Linked DNA regions of Salmo salar: region 1 is linked to region 2. A link is a contact called in public Hi-C data. All regions are on one chromosome and are shown on one strand. Each heading gives the region's core, a stretch centred on a gene start, on an enhancer-like site or on the middle of the called end of the contact. The rest is flanking DNA. Distances are from core to core; before and after follow the strand shown.

Region 1 (6,458 bases), core at 291-2,790, 140 kb after region 2:
CTGTAATTACTACAGTAACAACACGTTATTTGAGTAATTGCATGGTAATGGAGTGGAGTGTTTTTCACTATTACAAAAGTGGAATAAGGGACAGGGTTAAAAGAACATTCCTAAAGCTTAAGGTGAGTAAGAGCACGAACAAGGGCGATTCATCATTCTAAAACACTCACAGAGGGCAGCACGGACGGCTTCAGCACAGCCAGTGGAATTTTGGTGGTCTTTCCGTCGTATGTGACACCCTCGATCTCCACCGTGTGAAACTTATCCTCGGCCTCCGCACCCAGGCACACCTGCAACACCAACAGCTGTTTTACAGATATGATATTGTATGTTTTTCCATGTTGGAACACGCCAACACCCTCTAGTCTCCCTCATTTGTCTGTCAATCATCATCTTTGCTTGGTGGCAAATAGGGAGAGTGACTGAAAGAATGTTACAATGAGGATATCTATTTAGAGGATAGGAACGGGGTCATTTGGAAAGCTAGGAAAAGGAGCAGAAAACAAATAAAAACGTTGTCTGTTGATGAATATGTTATTCCTTTAAATACACATCAAAGAACTGTGACTAGTAGAAATCTCTACTCATTATGTTGACAAAGGTGAACTTGGTATTGTGGTGTACTGGTACAAAGGGATTTCTGATATTTTCCAAAAGTAATGAAACAAAAGGGAAACAGGTGAAATAGAGACTAGATATTCCATTACATAAAATACAAGTTTTCATTGTATTTGTCAAAAGACATTCTTTAACAGGTGCCAGTCTGCACAGGTGCAAAGATAAATATACTGCACAAAGTGTAAAAATAAATGGACTTGATGAAGAATATTTAAGAACATACAGCTAACTGAATTATTAAAATTAAATTAACTCACAGTAGTTGTAGCATAGTGGAATGCATCAGTTGTCACGAACTAATACATTTTTATTGTTTTAAAACGCCATGATGAAATGTTGGCCAAGTAGCTAGCTAGCTACAATATGATATTCTGTAATGGAAACCCGATCTCAGAACTGGCATCATAATCTTACTGCTTTGAGTGACAGCTGATGATCCGCATCATCGTCCTCCACCTCGACTTTGAACTCCTTTTTGTCCGATTTGAGTGCACAACCTGATGTTCACAACACACAGGTTAGCAAACTCTAAGCAAATAGCTGTTGACATTCTACATTGAAAACAGAAATTTAACAGTATCATTGATAACAAATTAAGCTAGCTTGCTAGCTAGTCTGCTAGCTTGCTAGCTAGCTAACTCGCAAACAAAAGAGGGTATTGCTGAATTGGCGCGAGAAGCTCATATGCATTGCTAGCTTAATATAGACATTTGGTGTGTTTGGGAGTTATAGCTATGTAACAAAGTACAAATGTCTGCTACTACTAACTGTGCATTAAAATTAATCTTGGCAGTACAGACGTGCTCACCAAATAAATACATTTGAGGTCTGGTTAAATCTGGGACGCTATTCTCCGCCATTTTCCCCCTGAATGTTATTGTTCTGTTCCGTAAAGGCAAGTGACCGCTCAGTAAGCCAATGGGATAGCTAAAAGGAAGTTGTGGAAATCATATTCGTCCAATCGAATCAAAGCCTGGGTGGGACAAAAAGGGGGAACCCCACTATGGTTTGCGTCCACCAGATGGAGACAATGCAAAGGAACTATAAATAATCCTGTGATACTTGAGATTTGAAAATCTACTGTAGTATGATATTACTGTTTTGTAATGGTGTGTAACACTTGCCATTAATATTGCTTTTATACCTGTGTAGTAACACTGTACATCTGTAGCCCTGAAGTGTTTTGAAAGGCTGGTCATGGCTCACATCAACACCATCATCCCAGAAACCCTAGACACACTCCAATTCGCATACCGTCCCACAGATGACGCAATCTCTATTGCACTCCACACTGCCCTTTCCTACCTGGACAAAAGGAACACCTACGTGAGAATTCTGGTGATTGACTACAGTTCAGCGTTCAACACCATAGTGCCCTCAAAGCTCATAACTAAGCTAAGGATCCTGGGACTAAACACCTACCTCTGCAACTGTATCTTAGACTTCCTGACAGGTCACCGCCAGGTGGTAAGGGTAAGCAAAAACACATCTGCCACGCTGATCGTCAACATGGGGTCCCTCAGGGGGGCTTAGTCCCCTCCTGCACTCCCTGTTCACCCACAACTGCGTGGCTGAGCACAACTCCAACACCATCATTAAGTTTGCAGACGACACCCCAGTGGTAGGCCTGATTTTTACATTTTAGTCATTTAGTAGACGCTCTTATCCAGAGCGACTTACAGTAGTGAATTCATACATTTCATACAATTGTTTTTTTTCCCATACTGGTCCCCTGTGGGAATCAAACCCACAACCCTGGCGTTGCAAACACCATGCTCTACCAACTGAGCCACACTGATCACCAACAATGATGAGACAGCCTATAGAGAGGAGCTGTCCATCAACGTGAACAAGACAAATTAGCTGATCGTGGACTATAGGAAAAGGAGGGCTGAGCGTTCCCCAATTCACATTGATGGGGCTGTAGTGGAGCAGGTCGAGAGCTTCAAGTTCCTTGGTGTCCCCATCAAAAACAAACTATCATGGTCCAAACACACCGAGGCAGTCGTGAAGAGGGCACGACAATGCCTATTCTCCCTCAGGAGATTTGGCATGGGTCCCCAGATCCTCCAAATGTTTTACAGCTGCACCATCGAGAGGATCCTGACTGGTTGCATCACCGCCTCATATGGCAGCAGCTCGGTTTCCAACCACAAGGTGCTACAGGGGGTAGCGCGTACGGCCCAGTACATCACTGGGGCCAAGCTTCCTGCCATCCAGGACCTCTAAACCAGGTGGTGTCAGAGGAAGGCCCTAAAGATTATCAAGAACTCCAGCCACCCAAGTCATAGACTGTTCTCTCTGCTACCACACGGCTAGCGGTACCGGAGCGCCAAGTCTAGGTCCAAGAGGTTTCTTAACAGCTTCAACCTCCAAGCCATAAGACTGCTGAACAGTTTACACTGCTGCTACTCGCTGTTTATTATCTATGCAGTCACTTTACCCCTACCTACAAGTACATATGACCTCAATTACCTCGACTAACCCGTACCCCTGCACATTGACTCGGTACCGGTAGCCCCCGTATATAGCCTCATTATTGTTATCTTATTGTGTAACTTTTTTTTTGCTTCGTTTATTTAGCAAATATTTTCTTACCCTGCATTGTTGGTTAAGAGCTAGTAAGTAAGCATTTCATGGTAAGGTCTACAACTGTTGTGTTCGGCGCATGTGACAAATACAATTTTATTTGATGTACTACATAACATTGCTACTTTTGTCCGTGCACAGTATTGGAGTAGTGTTTGACATAAGGAACTGTCCCTATTTCTCCAACTACATAAACCACTTGCTGTGCAAAAACAATAATACTATCTACAACATGTTAATTCAGTGTTGTGCAAAAAAATAATGTCTCTACTAGGTACAAGACCAACCTAACTTAAAGTGTTGCAGTGGGTCAAAAGAACAGGAGCAATTTTTGGGCGTCACATTATCTAATGTATCTTCATTCCTATAAAGGATTTGAAATGCTTGTGTCTTCTACATCAATTAAGTGTTTATTGTTGGTTTGTCAGCTGTCCTCTTTTAAAAGAGATTTAGTGTCGCAACCTTATGCAGGTTCAAGGTGAAAAGCATTTATGCTACGACTCAATAGAAACAGAGCACACATTAAAGGTGACTGACCCGTATCAAACATATAGCTTAACTCAAAGAGATGCCCGTATTATCATACATCCAGAAGGAATGGCGGTGTTTCATGCATGTGTGAAAGAGCCTGGGGTTTGAAGTCTTGTTTGTGTAGCAAAGTCTGCTCTGGCTTGTCTCAAGAGCCCTTTGTGCAGGTGATACATGGCCCATGCACTCAATCAACACTTTTCTTCCAGGCGCCCTCTGAATCATGAGAGTCACCACGATCAGGTAGCTCTGGACTGATGCCACAAAGACTACTGTCACTACGACAAGGCGACTCCGCCATTCCACAGGTCAGATTCCACTTGATGTGAAATATCATACAATACTAGCTTGTCTTTGTGTGTTAAAAACACTGAAAGTTAATGCTACTTATTTCTCCCAGCAGAATGTCTCTGGTTTGGTGACAACAACACGCTTACTGTACACACGCCCTTAGTAGCTACATATACCTTTAGGACGACCCCAACTTGTAATATTAAATCAATTTTGTTTAATAAAAATACATTTTTAATTCAGTGAGTGAGAACTAAATTGCGTGGCTATTCTTAATAATTTAGTTAAGGACAAGATAAAAAATATTTTGCCAATTCTATCTATTTAACAGGAAAACAACAAAGATCCCAATCTACTGTGAGATCTATGGACTGGGTTTATTTCATCAGCGGCAGCATTTTTGGCTTATCTTTGACGTATGTTGACTTCTTCCCACCAAAGCGAATCTTCAGTACAAAACATCCGTGCTTCATTCAGAAGTATTCATTCAGAAGTATTTTGAAGTCCTACACATGCTACTAAAGATGCCAGACCCCACTGAGGGTTGAGGCGGGGGGCATGCTACTAAAGATACCGGATCCCGCTGACGGATGAGGAAGAGGGCAAAAAAACTAAAACTTTTAGTTTGCTCACACTCTCAACAGATTGAGTGTTGGAATGAATTGGAAAATGTAGAGGTCTTCGATACTTCTCTTTGAGTGTGAACCACTTGTTTATGTATTTAACTAGTCACAGGTTTCATTTGCACAAAGGCAGCTGAAGAGGTTGGGTGAATGCTGGTATGGTATCCAAAGGAGGTATTTTATATAGGCTTTTTGACTGTAAATGGATCCAAAATCACAACTGACCATATAGTTTTTTTGCTTTCAATACACTTTAAGAAACTGGAAAAGAGGAATCTTTATTAATAGAAAAGGGTAGTCGCAGTTCTAACATATGATGTATAGTAGTATTTTGGTGCCCTGATTGAAAACAGAGTACCTGATAGGAATTCTGATGTACTTTGAACCTCTTGCTCTTGTTCTTGTGTGGTGACATTTTATTGGCTACGGGTAAGGCTCTTTGGTGGAAAGGGTAAAAAAACATACTCAGCTTTGGGAAAAAAAGTTTTTAAGCACCTGTAGCAAAACACAATGCACGATTTTGAAAACAGTAAGGATGAGGTATTTTTGTAAAATGGGCCAAGTCACGTCTTTATGGCATCTGAGACAGCAGGATGAAAGAGGCCCACGGTCTGGGCAGAGGAAATGGGGGTTGAGTAGGCGTCACCTGGACAACTGCCTGCAATTGACAGGATCTCAACCAGGCGAGACACCCTCTAAACCGACAAAACACGCAGTCTCCGTGCAGAAAGGGTGGCAGACAGTTGTTTTGAACTATGGAGATCCTCCAACTTGGGTTGACTGATGCTGTTGATATCACCAGAAAATGGATGTGGTTGAATATGAGATTTTTCCAGGATTCTAACGTTGAGTTCCAGGGGGTGTTTTCTGGGCTTTTTTGTAAACAGTACAACAAGGGAACACTACACAATGGAATAGCACTACTACCCGGTGAAGGCAACCATCTGTGATCTACGTCAGGTAGAGAGAGTGAAGCCTCATTTACAACCAAGAAAACTGCAGTTATAAAATGCCCCACCCTAGAGATCTATCTAGATTAGCAGTGTGTTGTACTTCCAGATAGGACATTTTTGTTTTGACTTGACATGGATGATAATGGAAGTTGACAACTGTCCAATGTCTCTAGGCAGACATGGATATTTGTGGATCACAGACCCCCAAGGTCTAGGCTTTTAGAACAAACTGTTCAGAAGACATCCCACCTGGGCCTCGTTTCCCAGAGAATTCGCTGCGTTAAGTTAATTGTTGGATTCGGACTTTATGTGCATCATTAGCATCCAAGCAGTCTCAACAAAAAAAAACATTGTTGTAATAAAACGTATATATTGTAACTCTCACTTTACTGATAACAGCACTCTATGCAAAACGTTGAACCTTTTCTGGTGTTATGTGAAACATGGCCTGCTGGTTTGGCTGTGGAGATGAAATTGTCATAAGGATGGAATATTGGAATGAATGAGAAACACTGAAAGATTCCAATAAGTGTGGCATAGTCAACAACATCATTTTGATAGATTAGAGGACACTTACTTTAGGAGGTATGAAAACGTGTGAAACTGTGTGATTGCGTGAAATGATGCAGTTAACCTTTCTGGTGAAAGAACAACAACAAAAGAGAGGCTTCCAATGTTGATCATCTTTTCAAAAAGTCATGATATCATTTAATATAAAACACCTTAAAAGGTGTAAAACACCTTATGAGTAATCCTCGAAGAGATACCACTTGCAAACTGCAGCCAGGGAAAGGATCCACCTGGAAGGCTGGTGACTGCAACGGCAATTCCAAGTGCACACAGAAATATTTGAAAC
Region 2 (6,130 bases), core at 2,769-5,268:
TTATACATTGCAAACATTTCTAAACCTGTTTTTGCCTTGTCATTATGGGGTACTGTGTGTTAATTGGGGGGGGGGGGGAATATTTTAGAATAAGGCTGTAACAACGTGGAAAAAGTAAAGGGGTCTAAATACTTTCCAAATGCACTGTACACAGAGGTAGGCCTATGTGCAAATGTTACAAAATACAATTTCAAAACACCATGCAAGCGGTTTCATGAGCAAAGATAAATATCCCTTAAATTTTGAAAGAGGGGAGATAAGATACAACTATCCTGAGTGGCTAAAATGACTAGGATAATACCTTTGGCTGCTAGACAATGAAAGAAAACCAAGAGTACATCAACACATGAGTCGTCGTCATAAAATAATTGCCTTCACATTTCTATGGTGGGATTTTGGTTATAGGCTACTTTGAAGCAAGGTAAGAAATGCCTCGAAGTAAAACGTCCAGGTCTCAACAGCATATTGACAAGCAGCAGGACACATGCATTTTGCATGGTAGGCTATTATAGCTCAAATCATTGTCACCAGTTTGCAAAACATAAAATACTGCAACACTTCTGCCCCTGTCACACTAACTGACTCACTGGCGCAGGAAACTCTGCAGGCCAGTACCAGTTGATATGTTAGCGAGAGCTCAAGACAGGCAGAGTAAATAGATGATGCAATTGAAAGAAAATCTGAACCAATTTCCATGCAGAGCCAATGCAAACAGGATATATTCTAGAGTGGCAATGTTGGTATTGGACAATAGCTTGCAATTACCAGAAACACTGATGGGTGGGATGTAGAATAAAAAAACTGAAGTTAAGCACTAAGTATCAGTGATAATCCACCAGCGGTCTGAGAATAGACAGTAGGCTACTTACTGTAGTTTTGTCAAGACATGACACGAAATCTTACCTTTGCCTCTCTAGACAAAGCGAGACCTGCTCGTCGTATCTGTAGAAGTGGGCCTTGGAATGGTCAAAGCTGGTAAAAGGTAATCCTGTATCTGGTATGGAGTCTAGGGGTGACACACAGATACCATGTAAAAGTACAAGCTGTAGATTCACAAAACATGAACAATCAAATGAAAATCTAAAGGCCTACCTTCCCCAGACGGTTGGATAACTCTCTCAAGCCCACGCGACTGATAGAATTCCTTTATTCTCTTGTCTTCACCTGTTTACAAAGAACAGAAAATAAGGACCTTACATACACTACCATGTAAAAAATAAATTTAAAAAAAAAACTTTTTTTTTTTTATCAACCCACGCTAAATTGATAATGTATTTGACGCAGGTGTTTAAGTAACGCTGTTACACTAGTTGTCATTGCATGAGAACTTTACAAATTAAATGATTAGGAGTTAAGAGCTTTTTTTCTAAGTAAACAGGAGAAACAAAATAAAACCATTAAAGTACTATGTAACAAAAATCAGAACAAGTATTATTGTATGAATTTCAATGTACTTACTTTCTTGAAGTCCTGGAACCAGTTTGTAGACAATGTCTTGCATCACTCGATCCAATTTCAGGTTCAATAAAGGCTGGGTTTCATGAATCTTTATGTTGCACATTGGACAATACTTGCTGGTTTGGAGGTATTTCACGATACAACTTTTACAGACTGAAATAGAAGCAGAAGAGACATTGGCCATTACAGTCCCTGAAAAAGGATATTCTTTATAATAACATTAAAATGCACTATACAAACTTGTTTTATTACCATGTACACTACATGACAAAGTATGTGGACACCTGCTCATCAAACATTTCATTCCAAGATCATGGGCATTAATATGGAGTTGGTCCCACATTTGCTGCTATAACAGCCTCCACTCTTCTGGGAAGGCTTTCCACTAGACGTTAGAACATTGCTGCAGGGACTTCCATTCAGCCACATGAGCATTAGTGAGGTTGGGCACTGATGTTGGGCGATTAGGCCTGGCTCACAGTTGGCATTCCAATTCAACCTTTAAAAGGAAAGGGCCTTCCTCCAACTTGCCACAAAGTAGGAAGTGTAGAATGTCATTGTATGCTGTAGTGTTAAGATTTCCCTTCAATGAAACTAAGGGGCCTAGCCCAAATCATGAAAAACAACCCCAGACCATTATTCCCCCTCCAAACTTTACAGTTGTCACTATGCATTTGAGCAAGTAGCGTTCTCCTGGCATCCGCCAAACACAGATTTGTCTGTCGGACTGCCAGATGGTGAAGCTTCATTCATCACTCCAGAGAATGCGTTTCCACTGCTCCAGAGTCCAATGGGGGCAAGCTTTACACCACTCCAGCTGACACTTGGCATTGCGCATGGTGATCTTAGACTTGTGTGCAGCTGCTCGGCCATGGAAGCCCATTTTACATGAAGCTCCCGACGAACAGTTCTTGGGCTGATGGTCCAGAGGCAGTTTGGAACTCGGTAGTGAGTGTTGCAACTGAGGACAGACGATTTTCACACACTACAGCACTTGGCGACCCCATTCTGTAAGTTTGTGTGGCCTACCACTTCATGGCTGACTCGTTGTTGCTCCTAGACACTTCCACTTCACAATAACAGCACTTATAGTTGACCATAGCAGCTCTAGCCCGGCAGAAATTTGATGAACTGACTTGTTGGAAAGGTGGCATCCTAAGACCGTGCCATGTTGAAAGTCACTGAGCTCTTCAGTAGGCCATTCTACTGCCAATGTTTGTCTTCGGAGATTGCACGGCGGTGTGCTCGATTTTATACACCTGTCAGCAACAGTTGTGACTGAAATTACCGAATCTACTCATTTGAAGGGTGTCCACATACTTTCGTATATATAGTGCATTACTGCACTTTTGAAGCTAGAAACAAGTATTTCGCTGCACTTGTAAATCTGTGTACGAGACCAACAAACTTTGATTTGTACACATTCACATGCAGTAAAAGTTAGCCTATTTCCTCAGAGAGGTAACGTCATAAGAGCCAAAACATAGAAAACACAGGCTAGGCCCACTTACATGTATGCAGACACTCGGTAATAGTTGTGGCATCGATGAAGTACCCAGCACAGAGATAGCACACTATGTGCTCGTTCAGGTCTTTGATCTTCAACTTCACTTCCTCCTGCAACAATATGAAGTTGCTATTGAAATCTCAAGAATATAAAGTATCCCATTGCAGTTTCGTTACATTGTTGCTACTTGGTGTAAAAGTTAAAAATATATATATATAAATAGCAGAATGATGATATTCTAGAGGAGCCTGGTGAGTTCATTCAAATAACTCGATTGCGCGTGCTCTTTTCCACTACTTTGAGCAGGTGGGTGTGTCAGGTGGTTGCAACGTTGTACCTAGGTATGATTGCTAACACAATGGCAAGTAACAGTGTAGCATTACATTTACACACATATCTTTATAAAGTTATAGTTAGCAACCCAGTACGCTACACACGGAATTGCAAATATTGGACACAGGTAAGTCACTTTACAAGCAAGGTTTGACAAGCCCGTCACGAGAAGCTATCTAGCCTAGCGAACACAATTAGCTGCTACTAGTTAATAAGTGTAAGAACTAAAACATCACTGTCAAAATATTTTAACCATGCAAAACGCACATTAGTATTTTAACAAACAATGCACCGCGTTTCTGGTGTAAACCGGGGGGAAATGGGTAGTTTGAACGGTACACATTTGCACGAATTACCTGCATTAGCTGCCCAGAACAACAACACGGGTGGACTTCTTCCACACACGCCTGCGCACACATGGTAGGCAGCTCTCTCTCCATCACTTAGGGACGGGAGAAAGCGCTCGCATTGCTGCCTTTCCTCGTCGTAACTAGTTATGCGGCTAGATCCAGCCCTGATCAACTCAAACAATTCTCACTGGTCTATAGAGTCCAAAATTAATTGGTACCTACCTCATTTCGTAACGGGTCGAGCTTATATACGGACTGGAGTTGATTTCTTAGCCGCATAGCTATCGCCATTGGCCCTTGCTCCGCCATCTTTGGGAATTATTCGTATTTCCGGGTGGAAGGAGTGTGTTGAAGAGCATGCTCCAAGTCCGTTCTGTGGCTGAATTTCAATCATCTTTCATCGTGTCCTGCCCTCTAATCCTTCACTCGCTTCCTATTTTGTTTTCTCACTCGCTACCTACTCAAAACTCACCATCAAACGTCAGTGACGTTTTTATGTGTTAAATATTTTAATGAATAACACCTCGAAAAATACTAAACTAAAAGCAGAACACAAATTACAGAACGGTGAGTCCTGTTACTCAGCTTGCATTTCTTAGCATACAGCTTCTCATGATGGGTTGTACGCTGCGTGTAGGACAAAGCTATACTACTTAAAATAATAAATTATATTTGCATGGAGAAATTAAGTTGGCCTAATAGTGACAGCACTAGCACCTTCTATGCCATACGAGCCATATGGCTCACTGTTGGGCTCACACACAGAAACGTTTTTGAATAGCCTTGTATGGTAGGCTCTGTGCTACCTGTCTCTTGTCAGTAGATGGCACTGGAAGCATACGACTCAATATTGTTAGACAACAGCAACATTTATTGGGTAGAAATTGTCCATATAAATAGTTTTTCACGTTAGTTGTTGGCCAATATCTTAGTTTGGAGATTGCAATCACCACTACGGTTATAGAGCATAGGCTACTCATCCACAGGGGTAAGCTACACTGTGTGACATATTTAAAAGAAATGGTGTTCTCAGTGACGACAGTCATAGTAATAAAACTATATCAATTATGCAGGGGCGAAAATCTGATATCCACTTTGGAGGGGACAATTACATGAAATTTTCTCAAGAGCAATTCCTGAGGGGGACACCAAAAGTGCTGCTGTAACACATAGCCTACATTGTAATATGGTAAATGTATATTGAGGAACCAAAGAAATAAGGTGTTTGCTGTACTCCTAACTACTGGTACCCAAAACTACACAACTAATCACAACAGCAATACCATTGCCTTTAACAAATCTTAGTTCAGTCACCAGTTTAAGTTGCGAGTGGGGGTATCCATGGCATTTTCCAATTATGTTCCTATTTTACGAGTCAAAAAAATTGAGAACCTTTCATAATGTTGCCAAACAAAGACTCAACAAACTTACCTGAGACTCCCTGTCCCTGCCTATCTTTCCCCAGCTCTGCTGTCTGTGTGCCATCTGTTGCCTGCTCTGCCTAATGACATCATTGTGAAAAATTTCCATTAAAATTGTATTTCTTTCTTATGAACATTTTATCAACTAGTCTTTGAGATATTAGGCTACTAGGGTTCTTACTATGCGTTTTGGTGTATTGAAAAATACTCTGATGTCCGTCTTATTTTTCTGCCATTTTTCTACCTGGCTGGCTGGCTACACACACAGTGTGTAGGTTATTTACAGTAGGAGATGGGCTTCTATCATCTTCAATCATTCTATATGGGCTTCGATCTAAAAGGTAGCTAGCAAATGTGAAACGGATTCAAATGACAAGAGTTGACAGCTGTATGAGTTCACCATTTACACAACATATGCTGCAACCTTTTGTAATTTTAATAGTTTGTTTCATATTGGCTGGCTTCCAACAATAGCTGAATTTGCAAAGCTAGCGAGCACCAATTCAGTTTCAGTGGTGTTTGCTATAATCTTTGCTACCCGGGTTAAATAAAGGTGAAATAAAATAAATAAATAAATAAAAGTTCCCTTGCGACAATTTAGCTTTTGCAACGAGACCATTAAATATATTTAAGACAATGGTAGAAGAGAGTGTAGTTCTGTTCAGTTTGGACTTCAGTTTATCGCTAACCTTATCACAGGGACTTTGAAGCACTAACTTACATCATCTGCATGCTGATTCCATCTTTGATGACGCCACATAAATGCAATAGGTACTAGCTAGCTTAATAGTTAATATTTTCGCGCTAGCTCTGCATATTCAGCTAGTGTGTGTGTGCGCGATTGACTGGATGAACCTCAAGGCAGTTACGTAGCAAGCTAAGGAACTGGCAGTGGATCAAACCATTGTGAGGCAAAGGGCGGGGGGGTTGCAATCTTTTGAAACTTAAAAACGCGCTATTAAGTGTCTATAATCAGCACAATTGCTTTCATTACGTATTATTAATATTATTTAAATTACATAGTTATGTTTCAGTGATATATTGGGGGGGACAAATCATAT

Evidence for each region. A called contact is a pair of places that touch in the nucleus more often than the background predicts.
Region 1: a contact with region 2 is called in a Hi-C map of muscle, with 5 times the contacts expected there. The contact joins the promoter of npm1b here to the promoter of pcgf1 in region 2. A contact is called at or near these places in 3 of 3 Hi-C or Micro-C datasets (blood, gill and muscle).

Annotation. Positions count from the first base shown.
Region 1 is chrssa05:30,546,331-30,552,788 of Ssal_v3.1, forward strand. npm1b (nucleophosmin 1b) reads right to left here and starts at 1,541. Exons shown (of 11, transcript XM_014199388.2): 1 at 1,427-1,541; 2 at 1,033-1,115; 3 at 171-290. The coding sequence starts at 1,478. It overlaps LOC106604594 (T-cell leukemia homeobox protein 1), which reads right to left. Exons shown (of 4, transcript XM_014199386.2): 4 at 5,915-6,458.
Region 2 is chrssa05:30,401,570-30,407,699 of Ssal_v3.1, forward strand. It overlaps pcgf1 (polycomb group ring finger 1), which reads right to left and starts at 4,019. Exons shown (of 9, transcript XM_014199354.2): 1 at 3,871-4,019; 2 at 2,970-3,078; 3 at 1,459-1,611; 4 at 1,093-1,164; 5 at 904-1,006. The coding sequence starts at 3,957.